Linked DNA regions of Astyanax mexicanus: region 1 is linked to region 2. A link is a contact called in public Hi-C data. All regions are on one chromosome and are shown on one strand. The core of a region is the stretch at or near the end of the contact, and the rest is flanking DNA. Distances in the headings are between cores, read along the strand shown. Region 1 overlaps actr2a (actin related protein 2a). Region 2 holds the start of spred2a (sprouty related EVH1 domain containing 2a).

Region 1 (4,159 bases), core at 182-2,681, 55 kb after region 2:
ACCACAATTAATTTATCTTTTATTTACAGCTGGTATCAATGAGTTACAGCTGGTATCACTGGTAGCATTTTAGAATAAATAGCCTTAATTTTCCTCCTGATTGGCTCTGGACATTTGTAATTACAAGGCAAGACCAATGACTACACTACAGTCTACTACAGCATATAATACCCTACTCTATTTTACTATAGCATTAGCAATGCTTGCTTGTTTGTTCTGGGTATTTTATACAATATGCCACTTTATTTTACATCATATGTTTAAATGAATGTCTATCCACATAAAAAAATCCTCGTAATCCAAGGAAGCAACATGTTGAATTAATAAGAAAAATTACTACTTTTTTTTTCTCCAAAAATCACATTTATTTCTGTCATTCAGAAAAAAATCCAGCAGTTTTAAATCCTAAAATGGGCATTAGATGTGCTACTGAACAACTTACAACATCAGAGGTCTTTAAACATAGGAAAGGAAATAAAAAAAGACAAGAAAAACATTTTACATAAACAAAAAAAAATAATAAAAAGCAGCCTGCCTCAGGACAGGACGCCTTTTACACATTTGATACCACCGGCCTTAAATATTATACTGTCTATCGTAATCTTCATCAGCAAAAATGGCTACTGTTGTTATTTCACTCTTTCTTTTTTTAAAACAATTTTGTTTTTACATTTTTAAGTCTTTTTTATTTATTTAGATAATCTCTCTCTCTCTCTGAACAGTGTGTTCTTTAAAAACGTGATTTATGGCAACAAAACATCAAGCAGACGAGAATTAGTGATGTACACCAATGTCTAGGTCAATGGCCAAGTGAGACAGAGAGAGAGAAAGATAGATAGATAGATAGATAGATAGATAGATAGACTGAGAGCGAGAGAAAGAGAGAAATGAGAGAGCGAGAGAAAAATGAGAAAGAGAGAGAGAGCAAGAGAGGCCGACCTTCTTCTAGGATTAATTTTGGCAGCATAAACAGTAAATCTGATTTTTTTTTTTTTTATTATTCAACCAATCGATTTTCTAACAGTTATCAGGCCGTCAACTGGCAGAACTCTTCTGTTTATGGAAGAATGTTGCACCAATCGTTTGATGAGAATATAATTATAATAAGAAAATGCAAAATTCAAGTATTTGACGTATACAATCAAGTATCTTCTGCCAACTCTTCTTATTATTTTTTTTGTTTCCCCATTTATACACTGCCAAAATGCCACCCTGTTTACATGTGTATGTGAAATAACTCAGGTGTGTGTGTGTGTGCAAGTGATTTTCCTTGTGTGTGTGCATGTGTGTGTGTTGTGGTTTATCTGACGGTCACTCCGAGTTTCTCCAACACACGCATGCCCTTCTCCTGGTATTCTTCTCTGGTCAGCCAGAAATTATCTTTATCCTTCATGATGTCGGCCAACACGGCTCCGCCCAGGAACACCATGTGCTTACGGCGAGGAGGGTCTTCAATACGGATCTTAAACTTCTACACAGAGGAAAAAAACACACACACACACACACACACACACACACAGCTTTTAAACACAGTTTCTAATAGAATAGACAGTGGTCAAATACCCCTACTTATAGCTGATCCACCTTAAAAGATAAAGTAAAGTCAGAAAAAGAAGAAAGAAGCTCTGAATCTGTTACTGCACAGTTTACAGTGCTGGTGTTGGATTGGTGTGTTGGTCTTCTCCTACAGGACACTTTTAATTTAATTTACATTCTACTCACTTACTTTATCACTTACAATCATCAAAACACACTGGTGAGAAACAGCAGCCAATCACGCACAGCATACTCTCAACCGGAAACAACCCTCCACTATCGGGCAACTGACCCAGCACAATCCATTACCGATCTAAAAATTTCTGTGCATACAGTCATACACACACACTTACACCCTCATACATGGAAATGGGAAAACATGGAAACCCCACACAGATGGGGACTTGAACTGAAGACCAATGTGCTGTGAGGCAAAGGTACTAAACAGTAAGGACCAATCCCATTTTACCCTGTATCCCTACCCCTCTGTTTTGTGCATGCACCACAAGGGGTAGGGGTGTCCTGATTCTCATTAGGCTGGAGGGGTAGGTCAGTGGAAGGGATAGAGCTTGTTAGCCCTTCAAACAGAGATTTTCCAGATGCATATTTCAAACAGAGAGGTATGAGAATCACTGGTAAGAAACTCAGAAATGTGAGTATTTCCCTGTTAAAAGTGACGATTATCACTATATTACTGTAGTTCAATGTGTAGTTTCAATGTTTTATGTCCGAATTCTTCATAACAAGCATAAAAATAAAAAAAAAATTGCTAATCTTGTGTCTCAAATCTTAGAGGTAGCTAGCTAGCTAACTTTCCTGTTTCACATTAAATGGTGCAACAGACGGCAGGGTTTCCAGCATTTAAGGCGGAACGGAAAAATAAAATAAAATAAAATAAAAGCTAAACAAGCTAAAGTTAACTAGTTAATCAGCAGCAGCAGCTAGGTTACTGAACTTTAGCGCTCCTAATGATGTATCGGGTGCTTGAAGGATCATCCCATTTCTTAGGAGGAGGATTTCACCTTTTCCCCTTGTAACTCTGTTCGAAAGGGAAGGGTTACACTCAAAATTAAGATGTAGGGGTAAATGGTAGGGGCAAGGGGAGGAACAGAATTGGGCCTAAGCCATTGTGCCATATTGTTACCATATACAACTAAGAGGAAATAGCTGATTAACTACAATACAAGTAATGCACAAGTTGTGTTTCGTTAAACACTTTTACTAAAGTGATCTGGAGCCTAGTTTTAATAATTGATCAGTGTGTCTTTAGGCCTTTCAGTGGAGATGCACCACAATAGGAGGCTTACATGTTGGGAGCTGTCTCACTGTGGAGCGCAGGCTACTGGCACCATCTGGTGGTGGAGACGCAACATTATACACACTCTACACATTAATGTCCCAAGATTTGATAGACGTTTTGTCTGGAAGTTTTAGATAGTTACAATCCTCAGATTCATGGAATCTGTGTGTGTATACTAACCGAGAGCTTGTCCACGTCTCCTTTAAGGACTCTCTCCAGGTAAAGCTGCTTGAGCTCACGCTCCAGACGAGACGGCAGACCAGGGTACATAGTAGATCCTCCAGACAACACGATATGCTTATAGAACTCAGCCCTGAGGAGATACAGAAAAAGGGTTCAAATATAATGCAGTAAAAACACTAATGAACAGGTTCCTGAACATTTTTCACACTGTAAGGTGCACCGGATTATAAGGCACACTATCAATAAACATCTATTTTCATACATAAGGCGCACCAGATTATAAGGAGCATTATGCGACACTAGTAAGGAACAGGGTTGTTGTCATGAGAGACCTGTAAAGCTAAGCTGAGTAAACAAAACTGTAATTCTTAAAAAAGATATATTTTAAAGTCAAACAAGGACTGGATGTTAATCTACACAGATTTCTTTCCTGAAAACTGTTTATTTGGGTGAGTAAAGCACTTGTGTTTATTTACAGCAAGCTTAGATTTCCAGATTTCCACTAAGGCTGGGTGCAGCAGCATTAGCATTAGTGGCTAACCGCTAGCCATGGTTAGAGTAAATCTCACGTAGCTTGTTTTAAAATGATAAACGCACAGGCTACACTCATCTCTGAACGGCGAACGAGCTAGCGCTAAGCGTGATTAGCGGGTAATGTTAATTAAGCTCCAGTCTCGAGTCTTGGTGCTGGAGAACTAAACTAACTCCTGTAAAACTAAATTACTTCATATTGGTTTTTGAACAATTAATTAATAACTGAAGAATTTATAGAAACGAAATAGAAATAGATACTTAATGAACTGCAGTAGCAGTTTCAGAGTAATTTAGACAAATAACAGGGTAGATTAGCATTGATAATTCTAGCATTTTCATCCAGAACGCACAATATAAACGTAATGTTTATTATTGTTTATTGTCTTATTTGGATCCCCATTAGCTGCAATATTTAAAAAACTGCTACCCTCTCTGGGGTCCAACATACAAACATACAAATGATCAACAAATAACACTTCATAATAATAAGCACACAACAAGAGAAAATATATATACAGATGTGTACATACAGAAATATGTATATATGAAAAGAGAAAGTTATAAAAGTAACCTACATAGGAACAGTAAGGGGCTGTCTTTATGGTG
Region 2 (4,570 bases), core at 1,073-3,572:
AACCCAATTGAGCACCTGTGGGGCATTCTCAAACGAGATTCTCAAAAGATTCCCTGATGTCTTCATGGGGGAGTGGAAGAGGATTCCAGTAGCAAATTATGAAGCTCTATTAAACTTAGAATTAAGAGTTAGGACAGGGCTGGAGAATAATGGTGGCCACAAAAAAATAGTGACACTTGAGGCACACTTGTGGCCATTTTATTTACTCACTTTTGTTATCAGCAGTTTAGACATTAATGGCTGTGTGTTGAGTTATTTTGAGGGCACAACAAATTTATTCAAGCTGTATCCTAACTACTTAACACTGTAAAATGTAAAGGAATCAGTGTGTTGTCTCATGAAAAGATAATAAAATATTTACAATAAGTCCCTGTGTCGTGTGTCTGCCTCTTTTTCTTTGTCTTTCTCAATCTACATTTATCTCTCTTTCTTTATCAATTTCTCCTTCTTGCTTTCCCTGTTATTTTTCCACCCTTTTCTTTCTTTTTATCCTCCATCTTCCTATTTTTTTTGTCATTTCTCTTTCATTCTTTTTTCTTTTCATCTGTTTGTATTTCTTTTAGTTCTTTCAGATGTTTTCTTTTTCTCTTTATCCCTCTGGCTTTTCCTTCTCTTTAAGCACTTTCTTTTCCTAATTTCTCCTTGTGTTTAAGTGTATTATATTAGTGTGAGAGAAAGTGTAAGTGTTAGTATTAGTGTCTATTAATAAAAGTGAGCAGCGCCGCTGTAGTTTCCTCCACAGGCGCTAGAGGTCGCTTGGTGGCGTTAATTGGTAATAAAGTAGTGAAACTGTAATAAATGTTGTAATAAATGTTGTATAACCAACATATAAGCCTCGCTGTGAAATTACATTTCACTTATTGCATTAAAATCAGCACAGACTGTTTTCTTCCTTCATTTTATTATTTTTGCTGTTGTTGGTTTTACTCTGTTACATCAGATATTTATTAAATTATAATTGAGTACATATTATACTTATATATTAACATTACTTATGTAAGCAATTTGATGGTTTATTTTGATATTATATTTATAATATTGCAATGAAAACAAAATTCGTTACAATTATACTTCTATATAACTTATAACTACATTACATTATTGTTTTACATTTTCTTCTAATAATTAAAAATCATATAACAATTATTTACTTATCTTTTTTGCACCACACATACACCATACAGAGAATATAAAATAATAATAATAATAATAATAATAATAATAATAATAATGTAATCTAATATTTAGAATCTATAAGTACAATTGCAATTAAATTAAATCTAATAACAATAATGATAAATAACATTAAAGCATCAAATTGCTTGAGAATTTTATATGATCACAAGATAATGCACCTCTTGGACCTCCCTCTGTCCCTTATCTAAAAATCAGAGTTTCCCACTGGTAAATAGTTTGGAGTTTGTGGTGGTATTCATGTGCTTTAATCTCGTAAATACAATAATTTTGACACGACTTGCCAAACCCTTAAACCCCTACATCACACAGTGGCCCTTTAGCCTTTTTCAAATGTAAAATTTGAGGGTTTAGTGCCCCTTTCAGCTGAATGCTGCATTCTCTTTTATGTGTGCTAGAGGGCGCGTGGATGAAATAATTTGCACACATCTGTGTGTGTGTGTGTGTGTGTTTGTGTGTGTGTGGACCCCAACCACAGCCAACCTCATCTCGTAAATACGATATTTCCGACAGTACTTGAAGGGAGCAAGAGGAACACGGCTGCTGCTGCTATAGCTCAGCCAATCAGCTCTCCTTAATGCCATTCCTCTAAACCCATACATCACCCACTGCTCCTTTAGCCTTTTCCAAATTTAAAATCAGAGGGTTTACTGCCCCTTACAGATCTCCCTCTGTCCCTTGTCTAAAAATCTTTCCCACTGGTAAATAGTTTGGAATTTGTGGTGGCATTCATATGCTCTCACATATCGTAAATACGATATTTTAAGTACAACCAGCTCTCCCTCTGGGCCCCAGCTCTAAACCCATACATCACCCAGTGCCCGTTTAGCCTTTTTCAAATTTAAAATCAGGGGGTTTAGTGCTCCTTTAAACTGAATTTTGCATTCTATTTTGTGCGCTAGAGGGCGCGTGGATGCAATAATTTGCACTTTTCTGTGTGTGTGTGTCGACCCCAACCATGCGGATCTCCCTCCGTCCCTTCCTCCACTCTCTGACGTCATTGCTTCCGCACCCCCCCTCTCTTCCTTCCACATTCTACACCCCCACCCTCACATCCCCCCTCAACACACACTCACACACACACACACACACACACACACTTCCCCCCGCCCTCCCTCCCCCCGTCTCTTTTCCACAGACCGAGTCCTGCGCTGCGCTCTGCTCTGCTCGCCTCCACACGAAGGAGCCCAACATGGAGTAGCAGCGGGCGATGGGGCCGCCCTCGCCGAGCGCAGCGCGCACAGTCCCGGCCACAGAGCAGCGGACGGGGCGGGAGGACGACGAGCAGCCGGTGGAAGAGGAGGAGGAGGGAGAGGGAGAGAGGATCGGGGAGGAAAAACGGAGGAATAACGCGAAATAAAGCAGGAGAGACGGAGAGATTGAGAGGGGGAAAGAAAAAGAGAGCGAGAGAGAGAAAGAAAAGAGGAGGAAAAATGACGCGTGAGCGCGCACGGGAGCGCGCAATGGGAACCGTGCACTGCTGCTGTAGGTGAAGCCGAGGAGGGGGAAAAATGACCGAGGAATCGCAGCAGCCAGACGAGTGAGTAAGCAAGAGGCAGCAGCAGCCCAGCGTGTACTTTCCTTTGTGTGTGTGTGTGTGTGCGTGTGTGTGCAATGCATGTGTCTATTCGTGCATACGCGTGTGTGCGTGTGCGCATTTATGCCCCACGTGAGACGCAATGCTTTTATTTTAGTGCACATAATAAAAACGGGGCGCGCGCCCTCGGGGCAGCGGGAGCTGCGTGAAATCCACCCCGAAAAAGGTGCAGCATGACGCGGCCAGGCCGCGCGTCCCCCTCCGCTCCCCACTGCTGCTGCTCCTGCTTTACTGTGGAGAGCAGTGGAGGAAGGGGGGTTTAGGGGGGTCACAGTTGGGGTCTGAAAACGGAAACGTTTGCTGAAAGGATCAAAGAATGCGCTTTACTTTGGTTATTATTATTATTATTATTATTATTATTATTATTATTATTATTATTATTATAAGGGCTGTATGTGGTGAGGAGATGTGGTGTTTATGTGGTGTTTAACACACACTGTGTTTCCAGCACGCTGTTCTTGGTTGTCATGCGTGTCTGTCTGTCTGTCTGAGGGTGTTTTTGTATTCTTTTCCGGAGACCAAATGTTCCCTGGATGGAAAGCACTGACGTTCTGGGATTGTGGGAATATTTGGCAACACACTGTTCATACATACACAACACACATATATATATATATATATTACAGCTCTGGTAAAAATAAAAAGACCACTTCAGTATCTGAATCAGTTTTTTTTTTATTTTGCTATTTATAGGTTTATGTTTTGAGCAAAATGAACATTGTTGTTTTAGTCTATAAACTACAGACGACACATAAAAATATAAGTAATCTAGAGTATTTATTTGCAGAAAATGAGAAATGGCCGAGATAAAAAGAAAACAAGTTCATATTCATAAAGTTTAGTTCAGAAATCAATATTTGGTGGAATAACCCTGGTTTTTAATCACAGTTTTCATGCATCTTGGCATCATGTTCTCCTCCACCAGTCTTACACACTGCTTTTGGATAACTTTATGCTACTCACTGCTGGTGCAAAATTTCATGCAGTTCAGCTTGGTTTGATGGTTTGTGATCATCCATCTTCCTGTTGATTATATTCTAGAGGTTTTCAATTTGGTAAAAATAAAAAAACTGGAAATCAAAGAAATTGGTCTAGTTTTTTAAATAAATATCAGGGAGAGATATAGGGAAAGATAGTTCTAGATATTTCAGTAATCAAATATGTAGTGTATTAATATGTATTGTAGAAATACTTTTTTAAAGTAAAAAAGTAAAAGTATTTATACTGTCTGGGTCATATATGATGCCCCTTACTTGTTTCTTCAAATCTTTAATATTCAATTTTTAATGTAGAAAATCTAATTTATCTCTGTCTCTATTTTTATGTATAGTTATTTTTTTATTTGTACATATTGCTTAATTTATAAATTCCCCATAAAGTAATGAATACCAGCATGACGTGTGTGTGTGTGTTACCTGCTATGTAATATCTGCAATTTCTGTTTTTATTTTTCCCTAAAGTAACTAATTTGCATACTGATCTTCATTCATAAAAAGTCCCAGTGGCTCTGAGCCTAAGGGGAAGATCAGCCCAGACCGTGTTCAGCAGAGCCAGGGTTAGCTCCTGTGCTGCCCACCAGTCCTAGCTATGTTTAGCTTTAGCATGTATTACCTACCTTTATACATCACCCAGTTTCTCCAGTAGGGTCATTATAAAGCTATGAAACAGTAAAACTGTTACAATATCCAGGAATATCCAGTATAACAGAGTATTAGCTGATTGATGCTAATCTGTTTGTTTTGAGGCCTCCTCTGGTCTTTATAGGGTTCTTCTACTGGT

Evidence for each region. A called contact is a pair of places that touch in the nucleus more often than the background predicts.
Region 1: a Hi-C map of muscle shows a contact between it and region 2, with 17 times the contacts expected there. The contact joins the enhancer-like site here to the promoter of spred2a in region 2. A contact is called at or near these places in 2 of 3 Hi-C or Micro-C datasets (both in muscle).

Annotation. Positions count from the first base shown.
Region 1 is chr21:33,267,925-33,272,083 of AstMex3_surface, forward strand. It overlaps actr2a (actin related protein 2a), which reads right to left. Exons shown (of 9, transcript XM_022674567.2): 8 at 3,017-3,149; 9 at 1-1,471. The coding sequence ends at 1,301. Among protein-coding and RNA genes, the nearest start is that of actr2a, 20 kb to the right of the region's middle. Within about 2 kb of position 1,432, the one cell type or tissue checked has an H3K27ac peak away from gene starts, as active enhancers do.
Region 2 is chr21:33,212,284-33,216,853 of AstMex3_surface, forward strand. It overlaps spred2a (sprouty related EVH1 domain containing 2a), which reads left to right and starts at 2,323. Exons shown (of 6, transcript XM_022674566.2): 1 at 2,323-2,734. The coding sequence starts at 2,706.